Regions from separate parts of the Mus musculus genome. Here all the other regions are linked to region 3. The links are chromatin contacts, called in public promoter capture Hi-C maps. All regions are on one chromosome and are shown on one strand. The core of a region is the stretch at or near the end of the contact, and the rest is flanking DNA. Distances in the headings are between cores, read along the strand shown.

Region 1 (3,595 bases), core at 492-2,991, 1.6 Mb after region 3:
GGAGGAGAGGGAGATGAGGAGCAGCTGTCAGCCTCCCTCTTATGTTCTTTGTCTTTCTTCTTTTTGTGTTTCTTGTGTTTCTTCTTCTTTTTCTTCTTTTCTTTCTTGCTTTTCTTATGGCTCTCTGCACTGCAAGAAACAATACAAAGGATCCGAGCTTGAAGGACTCGTGTCTACTCGACTGTGGGGTAGTCTCACCCAGCAGGGAAAGGCAGACTAGAACAGGATCCATTGTGCACTGATAATATCTACATGTCGGGAGTTCATATTTATAAATGAGCTTATTAGGCTCCATGGCCACAAAGATGAGTGCTGGAATGCTGCCAACCTGGTGAGCCTCCTCTCTCCTTGGAGACAAGTTCTCATTATGCAGCCTTGTCTAGCTTGGAACTCACTATTTTACCTAGGTACAAAGTTGAGATGACACAAAAGTAGAAGTAACCAGACACACGTACCAGCTTGTGAGAACTCTGAGAGATCAGCCTGCTGTCTACCAAATGCTGGGATTAAAGAAAGTTGTGTGCCGCCCACCCCACAAGCACCTCCCACCAAACTGGCCAGTATCATGGTCCTGAGCGTCACCCTGCTGGGTCACCTATGGCAGCTACTGAGACTCCAGCCCAGAGATGGAGGTCCGCCTACTTCAGTCAAACTAAGAGAGCTAAGGCAGTCTGCCCCTTTATGCACAGGGAGGCAGACTCAACTTACTCCGGTTCGACCTTGTCCTCAGCGCGAGGCTTCTTCCTGGGAGCAGTTGGGGCAGTGCTTGGGCCTTCGCTGTCCACACGGTGGTGCTGTATGACATGAGTAGCCGTGGTGAGGAACACCCAGGGAATCCTGCCCCACATCTCAGACACCTCTAAACCCCAGGATCCTGTGCATTGGGCTTGACAGGGTTTACCGTGAACACTGACAGCCCAAGTTTGGCAGCCTCTTTGTCTTCTCGGGATAGCGCCACACGGCCCGCGGAGCCACTGCAGGGGACAGAGCATTTGAGGACAGTTCTCAATCACCGCCCAGGCCTACCCTGGACTCCCCAACTAGCCTAACCTGGCGCTGCCCAAGCCCAGGAGCCGGTCCACGCCCTTCTCCTCGGGGTCTCCTCCTTCCCGTTTGCAGATCTCCACGAAGTCCTGCGAAAGCAGGGTAAGATAGGAGGTTCTAGGCCGAGACAGACGGACCCCCCCACCCCCCCCCAACCACCCCGCGGACCTCGAACCCATATCTCAGACTCACCTCCTTGCTCAGGCCGGTGGGCTGTTTCCTCACGTTCTTGTAACCACTGCGAGCAAAGGTCAGGAATGCTCATCAAGGGTCTGGCCCCTCGGTCCCCTTCTTTCCTGTGCCCCGCCCACATCCAGCCCCGCCCCAGGGCCACCCAGATCCCGCCCTCGGGGCTTGCGGTCGCCCCGCAGACCAGGCACTTACAGTGCGGCCAGCAGCGCCTCACGCTCCGCCTCGCGCACGGCTGCCAGCTCTTCCTCACGGCTCGGGCCGGTACACGGCGCGCGGTCCTTCGCGTACCAGGTGAGGTCGCGGCCCTTCTGCCAGCGGCCTACTGGCGCCATCAGCGAGTTGCCCAAGTAGTTCTCCCTCTGCTTGTCAGTCTTCACGTCCTCCCAATTGAACTGGTCTTGTCCGCCACGCACGCCACCGCGATTGGAGCCGAACATGGCGCTGGAGCCACTGCACAGCCTTCAGTACCCGCGGTCTCTAGTCGGACTTCCCGCAGCACTCCGGACGCACGCCGTGACGTCACTCTCGCGCCCCCGCGCGCGCCTGCGCTCTCGCTAACGTGCCCGTGCGCCTGCGCACTGCGTATCCGAGGGCCTTATCAATCAAGATCCTCTTTCTAAAGGGCGTTCAGGGCTTCTCTGGCGCATCCTTCATCCTAGTGCCACGTGCGCCTGCGCAATAGCTCCTCAAAAAGGCGGCTGTGCTATCCCACCTGATAACTCTCGTGTGAAGGAATCTCGGTGGAAGGGGACACTACAAAACCTTAGTGACACCAGGAGGGGCCGGCCCCTTGCTTTCTGGAAAGCCAAGAATGCTAACTCCAAAGGTCCCGGGTCACTGTTGAAACTAAGTTAAATAATGGCAAACCTTCACGGAACAGAGGGACAGATAAAGTCACCAAAGAAACATGGATTCACTCTTCCATGCTCTGGGTGACAGAATATGCGTATGTGACATGAAAGCCAAAGCATCCCTAAACCAGAGCGATCTGTGTTCTCTGCAGGTGAAGCTTTACTGGGCAATTTACTGAGGCTGCGCCTCAAAATGAACAGAAACTGAGCTACATCTTAATGACAGATCACTTGCTTAACATGATGGTCTTGGGTTTCATCCCTAGTCTGAAAAAATACCCATCCTGGAACTCTCTAGCATCCCAAATAGACCAAGACAGCCTCATTTTTATGTCTTCATCCTGAACACGTTGAGTACCTGCCACAGCTTGTGAGGCTCTTGGTATGAGCCCTGAGGTCATGGCCTGGCTTTAGAGGACACAGTTGGGACAGATTCCTCAGAACAAGATCATACTCGGGATGAATGGATGGTCCCAAGGGGAGCTGCACAATAAAGTGGAAACGTATCCTTTATTTGCCTGATGTAATTGTCATTTCTGAAGCTTACCGCCTCTGTCTGCTAACCCAGGCCTTGTCCTGGAAGCTTCTAGCCTCCATACAATCTTATCTTGGCCTAGAATGTTTTCAACCTCTGAGACCTATTGCTGAATAAGCTCACCCTTTAATGCTCTTCTGAACTCTATCTAGCTGGGTGGTCAACTCAGCTATTCTGGCTCAGACTCCTCCACACTGAATGATTCAAATTGGCTTCTTCCAGCTTCCCCCGAATTGCTCTGCTTGGCCTCATACGACCTTTGGTATTATGTTCTAATCTCTGGCTCATTTTCTGGCTCGTTCTGTCTTCACCTGGCTAGTTTGTTCTTTCTCTGCAACCTGTCTCTGTACAATGGTCCCAGTAAACTGCCCTCTCCTATTCTTTCCCCTAAGTCACTTCTTTCCTCTCTGTTCTCATGAGAGATAGGCATATCCTATTCTGTCAAATCTCCCTGAGTCACTGGAAATCACTTTCAAACATGGGTGCTTCTTTCTAACTAAGTTTACCTTCATTGGGATTAAAGGTGTGTACTAAGGCTGAGGCACACAATTAGAAATGTTTTTTTCCAGTAAACAACAAAATCTGCAACAATAAGGGAGCATCGGTCAGTCATGTGGGCCACAGCAAAAGAAGAGCATACTAGCCGTCTCCTAGGAAAGGTCTCCAGAAAGCCAGGGAGCAGCTTCTGGGCCTTCACCTTTAACCAGGCCAGGTATGCTTAGGACACGGAAGGTCGAGCTGCATGGTCAGATCACAGAATGCATACTAGGTGACGCTAAGGAGGAGGTGGACTATGGGTCTGGGAGGTCACGGGACAAATGTCTAGAACGGTTCTAAGGCCTGTGCATCCTTGTATAATCACCTATTCTAGTGACACCCAGAATGTCAAGTAATGGAGTAACACGATGAAGGGTTGGATAATCCCAGGCCTGCTTTTGAGGTTAGCTATTCTGTGTGCTCCTTCGTCTGGAGG
Region 2 (3,685 bases), core at 1,137-3,636, 1.0 Mb before region 3:
TTTCCATAGCGGCTCCCTTCTCTTCCTCCTGGTCCCAAGCCCAGGGAACCTAAACCCTCACCTATGTCTCTTCTTCCCAGTTATTGGCTGCTGGCATCTTTGTTTACCAATCAGAATTAACTTGGGACAGAGTCCCTCAGTGTCGTATGTGCAGACAAACAGTTTGGGGGGACCCAAATTATCATTAGAAACCACTACAGGTCTGTCCTCAGGTACAGACAAATCCATTCATGAAGTTACTAGGTAAATATGTTGCCTTCTGGGTAGGTCTGCTATAAAAGAAGCGAGGGAGGGCCTGTGAGATGGCTCACTAGATAGGATAAAGGTGCTTGCCATGTCACCAAGGCTACCTAAGTTCCAAAGGAAGGTCCCACATGATGGAGGGAAAAACCTGACTCCTGCAAGTTACCCTCTGACCTCCACATAAGGGAGCAAAAGTACACACACATTAAATACTTGTCTTTTAAAAGGTGGGTAGGTGTTGGAGCTAAAGCTCAGTGGTAGAGCACTTGCTTAGCGTGTGTGAGGCCCTGGGTCTGATCCTCTACATCTAGGAGAGAAAAAAAATATTCCAGCTGGCCTAGGCCCCCTCACTACTTCCTGGATCTCATCTTAGGATGCTTTGTGCCACTTCTGTGGACTAGAACTAAAAAAAGAAAAAAAGGGGGGGGGCTGGAAAGATGGCTCAGCAGTTAAGAGCACTCACTGACTGTTCTTCCAGAGGTCCTGAGTTCAAATCCCAGCAAACACATGGTGGTTTACAACCATCCATAATGAGATCTGACACCCTCTTCTGGTGGGTCTGAAGACAGTTACAGTGTACTTAGATATAATAATAAATACATCTTTTAAAAACTTTTTGTTTTCTAGTGTTTGGTGTTTGTTTGTTTGTTTGTTTGTTTGGTATTTCAAGACAAGATTTTTCTGTGCTTAAGAAAACAATTTTTACTTTACTGCTATGGTTTGGATGGTTTGAATGTGTTCCTCAAAGTTTCCTGTGGTGGATGCTTGGTCCTCCGTGTGGCAAGAAGTAAGTTGAATTGAGAGACTGTGATACGGGTTCTTTCAAAAGTGAGTTGTTATACAGTCGTAACACTGGTCCCTTCTCAGTCTCTGGTTTCTTTGCCCTGTGATCTCTTTCTGTCCCATAGTCCCTTGTGAAGCCTTTTTTCATGAGCTCCTTGTCAGAGCTGGTGCTTTGCTGTTTGGGGTGTCAGCCTCCAAAACTGTGAGCTGCATAAATCTCATTTCTTTATAAGGTGCCAAGCCTGGGGCATTTTGTTCTAGCAATGGAAAATGGACTTACTGAGTCTGTGGTATTCTTTTTTTAGGAAAAGAAAATGGACTAGAGACATTGCTTTCAGATTCCTGACCTGTCTCAAAGCTGAAGGTTTTTAGGGCTTCTACCTGTTTGTCAAGATGAGTTCCAGAGGGCTGGCTGGAGATACGGCTCAGTGGTTAAGAGCACTGGCTAGTCTTCCAGAGGACTCAGGTTTGATTCCTAGTACCTACATTGTGGCTCATAGCTATCTGTAATTGCAGTTTCAGATCGACACCCTGGTCTGGCCTCTGCAGGCACTAGGTGCACTCGTGGTGCACATATATGCAGGCAAAACACCCATACACATAAAAGTAAAATCAGAGGGGGGAGGGGAGGAGGAGGAAGAAGAGAGGAGAGAGAGACAGAGACAGAGAGGGAGAGGTGAGAGAAGTGAGAGAGGTGAGAGGAGTTGTTTCAGGGGCAGGCGATGAAATTGACAGCAACATCCCCAAACCTGAACACACACTTAGGTATGGGGTCACACATATTGTTTACCATGGCTTTGTAATGCTTTCTTGAGCAAAAGTTGACTATCATTTTTCACCTAAACAATCCGAGGAAAAAAAAAAGCCCGAGGCAAACTGGTAGTTGACTGGTGTGATGAAGCGCCTCCTTAGAAAGGAGGTTCTGAGCCTCCCTCAGAAGTCTAGAGACCCCCAGAAGGCGCAGGTTCCAGTCAGACCCTATCCCTTAGGTGGGTTGTCTAGCAGTTTGCGGTCTGGATTTGAAAGGCAGCTCCCGGAGTTTTTGTCTCCAGTGTCTGCACCGCCTCAGCGACTCCCGGGGCCGGAGTTCAAGATCCGCCTCTTAGAGGGTGGCTTCAGGTCAGGGCGTGGCGGGCTCTAGCTAGCCGCGGGCGCCGAGCCGAGCGGAGCCGAGCCCGCCGCCCGTTCCTAAGCAGCCGCGGCCTCCTCCCCACACCCCTGCTCGCCAACTCGCTCCAGTGACTGCAGACTCGCCCCGGTGCCTGGCGCCGCGTCCCGGGGTGCGCACTCCTTTTCTCGGCGGAGGGAGCAGGACTGGGGCGCATCGTCCTACAAGACGCGCTGACGTCGCACAGGGCCGGTAGTCGGCGCGGAGCGGCCGGCGCGCGCGCGTGCGTTGGGCGCTCCCGCGAAGCAGGCAGAAGCCGCCACCGCGGCTGTGCGGGTTCCAGGGCGGCGGCCGCTACACAGCAGCGCCGCGGGCGCAACAAGCGGAGGCAGCCGCACCTGCGGGGATGGCGCGGCCCCGGCCCTGCACCGCTGTCAGGCGCGCGGGTAGCTCCGGGTACGCCCAGTGACGGCGGCGGTGCCCTCGGCCGGGCAGTGCCCAGGCCGCTTGGCTAGAGCCCCGCGGCCGACGGCGGCCCGGGCCATGAGAAGCGACCGGGCCCAGGCCTCGCTGACCCCGGCTCCGCGCGGCGGCCCGTCCCGTTTCCGCTCCGGCCTCTCGGCATGAGTGTCCATCCGGGCCCGGGGCCGTGGCTGCCCCTGTCCCGCCGCCCGCGGGCGTGCTTGGGGCCCTCGGGCCCGCGGTGCTGATCCCGGTTCTCCGCCACGCCTGCCCACCCTAGCGCTCTATGTCCCGGGGGCGCGGCCATGGAGGTGGTGGGCGACTTCGAGTACTGCAAGCGGGACCTCGTGGGACACGGGGCCTTCGCTGTGGTCTTCCGGGGGCGGCACCGCCAGGTGAGCGCCGCCGGCCCGTTGTCTGGTGCGAAACTGGGGAGCCAGCGCCCCGGTCCTGGCCGCTGGGCAGGGCTCCCCGGGCCTGCCTGCCTTTGTGCTTGCTGTCACTGTCGCAGGGTTTGTTTTGGAGGCCAGAGCCGCTAGGCTGAGCTCCACCTACCGACGGGCGCAGAGCCACTGATGTTCTTCCCTGACAGTGTGCTGGGTAACCGAGGTGCGCCCGGGGACTTGCTGCTCAGAGAAGCCACTGGTCCCGAAGCGACTAGGACTCCAGTGTTTGCACAGTGTAATGTGCTTGTCCATACTATGGGTCGGTGGACCTTTGTCCCTTCTCCCTGCCCCGGGCTTTCCGGAGCTTGTCACCTTTACCGTGGATAATTGCACACCCAGCGGAAAACGGGCGCGTTTCCCGTTAGTCTGAAGCTTTCTCAGACTATCACGTTCCTCTGTGTCTGGGGGAGCTTTGTAGTATCCCTCCCCTTTTTGAGTTAGAGGAAATAAGTGACAAAGGTAGTTGGACCCTAACCTAATAATACAACGTAGATGCAAGTTCAAACCTCAGTTGTTTGGGTTTTTTTTTTTGTTGTTTCTTTGTTTTTTCCAAGCCACTGTTTCGCAAATAGGTCACACGAGGTTATAGAATCTAAAGAATTTGAGAAGGCACATTGAGACTGGAAGTAATTAAAAAAAAAAA
Region 3 (3,642 bases), core at 1,024-3,523:
AGCAAGGAAGGGTCACCCGGCTCATAAAATAAGAAATTTCTAAGTCTGAAAGTTCGTAAAACTTTCAAGACTCAACAAGGCCTGCCGGTCCTGACAGCTGTATGAATAAACACCATGCTGAGGAGAGGTCAGAGAGCAAATGATTGCTGACAGAGAAGGCTGTTCAGTGGTGGAGCTGCCTGCAAGGTGAACAGAAACCAATAATGTAGCTCCCATTCTGAGACGGGCATTTCAGGGATGCAGACGCCTTTGAATTACGTTTCTTCTATGTAATTCCTCACCCAGTCACCTTAATAAACTCACCCATTTACCAAGCTAGACTTGGATGAACTTGCTCTCTAGCTAGAGTGAATAGACATTTTGTATCTTCCAAAAAAAAGTAAGTCTACCTGGGTCTGGCCTCCAGCTCCTGACCTTGTGACCTCCTGCCTGGGGAGTAATTGCAACTACCAGCATCCCCCCCAAGTGCCTGGCACTAGGGTTTGAGGAGGAACCTGGGCCTCCATACTAAGCGGGTGCACAGGACTTGTAACAATCTTTCAATAATTTCTCTTACAATGACCAACTCAAAGGCAATCTTGGTTCCCTGGATGAGCATGGCTTTTGCATAGAGGAATGTATCTAAAAGCCTGCCTCCCCTCATTAATTTGCTGCAGCTAAGCTTCCAGGACTCTTCCGAAATGTAGAGATACTACTACTGACTTCATACTCTGCTGTGATGAGGAAAGTGGGTATCTACAATAGACAGATAGTGGTGGGTACTCCAGTTAGTTTCCCTTCCTGCACTTCTAAAACAAGTAGGTCTTGATGCCTAATTCAAACCTTATCACTAAGGGGTCCCTTGCCACCTGCTACTTCTCTAAAGCTTTCCACTACCCCTACAGGGTTACAAGACTGAAAAGTCTTTACAGGCAATTCCACTAAAAGTAGTAAGTACGGGGCTGGAGAGATGTCTCATTAGTTAAGAGCACTGACTGCTCTTCCGAAGGTCCTGAGTTCAATTCCCAGCAACCACATGGTGGCTCACAACCATCCGTAATGTGATCTGATGCCCTCTTCTGGTGTATCTAAAGACAGCTACAGTGGGGCCAAGGGCTTCCAAGGCTGTGGGTTATGGGAAGCTCTAAGGACAGAGGGCCAATGAAGGCTGTGGATATGCACAGTGGAGACTCTTTTAGTTACTGTATTGACATTGCCTGCACTGTGTATTGCTCAGACAGGATGTGCTGGGCACTAAAGATCATGCTGCCCTGGCACCCAAGTGTTAAGGTCAGCCCTTCAACCCTCTGCTTGACCATGTGAGCATCCTGGATCCCAAACATGAGATCCTGCCCACCACCACCATCTCAGAACAAAAAGGTGGGAAGCCAGAGCCAACTAACATGTCCCAGTCAGTGCCTACAGGGTCTTAGCAGCTGTGTCTGGAGGCTGGCTGTTGTCCTGTAAAGACATTTAATAAAATATCGCATAAAAAGGAAAAATAACAAAAGTAAATACCCACCTGAGAGCTAGTGCAAGTGTTTGTGTGGAAAGGCGTATGTATTAACTCTCAAATCACTATACTAAAGGCTAATGAACTGAGAGTAATGTATGAGTACCATGTGTTGAGTACATGTAGCCACTAGCTAAGCCCTTGCAAGCAAAAACTTATTTACTCTTCACTACTGCCATATTTCTAAAGTTTTAACTGAAGAAACGGTCGCTGAATGTTTAAGGCATCCACCCACAGTTGCACCTGCTAACCGGCACAGTTAGGGTTGGAAGTGTCTAATCTAAGAAAGCTGTTCTCATGGATGTTCCAAAGTCAGAATCTTGCTCGCCCTTTCCGAAAACCCAGATCTCCTAACCATCCCCGGGCAGGAGTGCCACTGGGGTCATGCCACAGTAGCTATGCACACGCGACCTTGCGCGCTCTAGGCTCCAGACCCTGAAACGCACACACAGAGACCAGGTGATCTCCGCGATGAGCGTGCCGGGGCGGAGTGCCTGAACCCTGCTTCCTTCACTGTGGGGCGCCGCGGGGAACCGGAAGCTATCAGGATCCACAGCCTCCCCAGAACGTGCTCAGCCTCACTCAGTCACTTAAAGCAGATGTACCCCGCGCCTCCGCTTTAGACAGGACACCGTCCTCATTTCCACTCACCAAGAGGTTGCAACATCCCTAGCCTTTACCTAAAGGACGGAGAGATCATGGTCAATCAACTTCATGCTCCCGCCTCGGAATTGACGAAATGCAGCTTGGTTCCGTCCAATCACAATACTCGGGAAGCACATGCGCTCTGAAGATGCGCCCAACAGAGGTAGAGTTTAGCCTTTGCGGTCTAAATGACGTCAGTCTGCTTAAGTCCTATACCGTAAATCTTCCGGAGGAAAATTCTAAGTAGTGGTTTGGGTTCCATCGGTTTTCAGAAAAAACTGAACTTGCTCTGCAAAGCTGAGTTTGATGGCATATGGCTGTTATCCGAGTACTTGAGAAATGAAGGGAGGCAGCTCAGGAATACAAGGTCCCCTTTGGGCTAGGCTGCATGACACTGCTTCAAAAAGCAAAAATAAATGCTACAGTTGCCAAGATTATTATAAACGGCGATGTGATGTTGTTACAAAGATGGGGAGAGGGGGCTCGGTTTTTGTTTTTGTTTTTTAAGGAGGTTAGAAACAGACCTACACATAAGTAGTCACTTTTCCTTCCAACAAGGAGCCACATTTAACACAACTAGGAACGTACTATTCTAGTATTACTATTATATATATATATATATATATATATATATATATATATATATGTATATATATATATTACATACATACATTATATACATACATACATATATACATAAATACATATGTGTACATATATACATATATATACATACATATATGTCACTATTACATGTAATATTAATACTATTAATAGTGCTAAGTCTAGGAACTTTCTTTATTCTTTTTCTTTCTTTCTTTCTCCCCCTCACCCCGCCTCTTTTTGGGTTTTTGAGACCAGTGCTTTCTTTATGTAGCCTTGGCTGTCTTGGAACTCGTTCTTTACACCAGGCTGACCTCGAACTCACAGAGATCTGCCAGCCTCTGCCTTCCAAGTGCTGTGAGTTCAAGACTAGCCTGGTCTACATCGCGAGTTTCAGGACACCCAGGACTACAGAGAGAGACCTTGTCTCAAGATAATAATTATAACAACAACGTCAACAACACAAGAGAGTGTATAAGCAATACAATTTGTAATACATATAGCTGGAAATAAATTTTATTTCAAAAGATACAAAGTTTGCAGAAAAAATTATTATCTTAGTTTTTCAAGACAGGGTCTCTCTGTGTAGTCCCAGTTGTCCTGGAATTTACCCTGTAGACCAGGCTGGCCTCAGAGATCTGCCTGCCTCTGCCTTCTGAGTGATGGGATTAAGGGCATGAGCCACTATTGCTCAGCAAATTTATTGTATGTTCATTATTGACTGTTTATTGTAGATGAGAGGAGCTTGCATAAAGATATTTCATGCAAGTTTATAATGTACTTTGGGCATACTCTCCTCCATTCTCTCTAGCCTCCTCTTTCCACCCCCACTTAAGTGTAAGGAGTCACACAGACACACACCCTTCTCTGTGTAAGCTGAAGCCAAGTAGAGAGTTGAGTCG

The links. Promoter capture Hi-C pulls out the DNA fragments that hold promoters and counts their contacts.
Region 1: a promoter capture Hi-C map of liver shows a contact between it and region 3, with 2.7 times the contacts expected there. The contact joins the promoter of 2310033P09Rik here to the promoter of Dhrs7b in region 3. A contact is called at or near these places in 2 of 39 promoter capture datasets (liver and pre-B cells).
Region 2: a promoter capture Hi-C map of embryonic stem cells shows a contact between it and region 3, with 2.3 times the contacts expected there. The contact joins the promoter of Ulk2 here to the promoter of Dhrs7b in region 3.

What each region holds. Positions count from the first base shown.
Region 1 is chr11:59,206,507-59,210,101 of GRCm38.p6, reverse strand. It overlaps 2310033P09Rik (RIKEN cDNA 2310033P09 gene), which reads right to left and starts at 1,741. Exons shown (of 7, transcript NM_024210.2): 1 at 1,429-1,741; 2 at 1,237-1,282; 3 at 1,051-1,133; 4 at 902-974; 5 at 709-794; 6 at 1-129. The coding sequence starts at 1,673.
Region 2 is chr11:61,853,793-61,857,477 of GRCm38.p6, reverse strand. It overlaps Ulk2 (unc-51 like kinase 2), which reads left to right and starts at 2,386. Exons shown (of 27, transcript NM_013881.4): 1 at 2,386-2,991. The coding sequence starts at 2,902.
Region 3 is chr11:60,829,262-60,832,903 of GRCm38.p6, reverse strand. Dhrs7b (dehydrogenase/reductase (SDR family) member 7B) reads right to left here and starts at 2,273. Exons shown (of 7, transcript NM_145428.2): 1 at 2,173-2,273. The coding sequence starts at 2,192.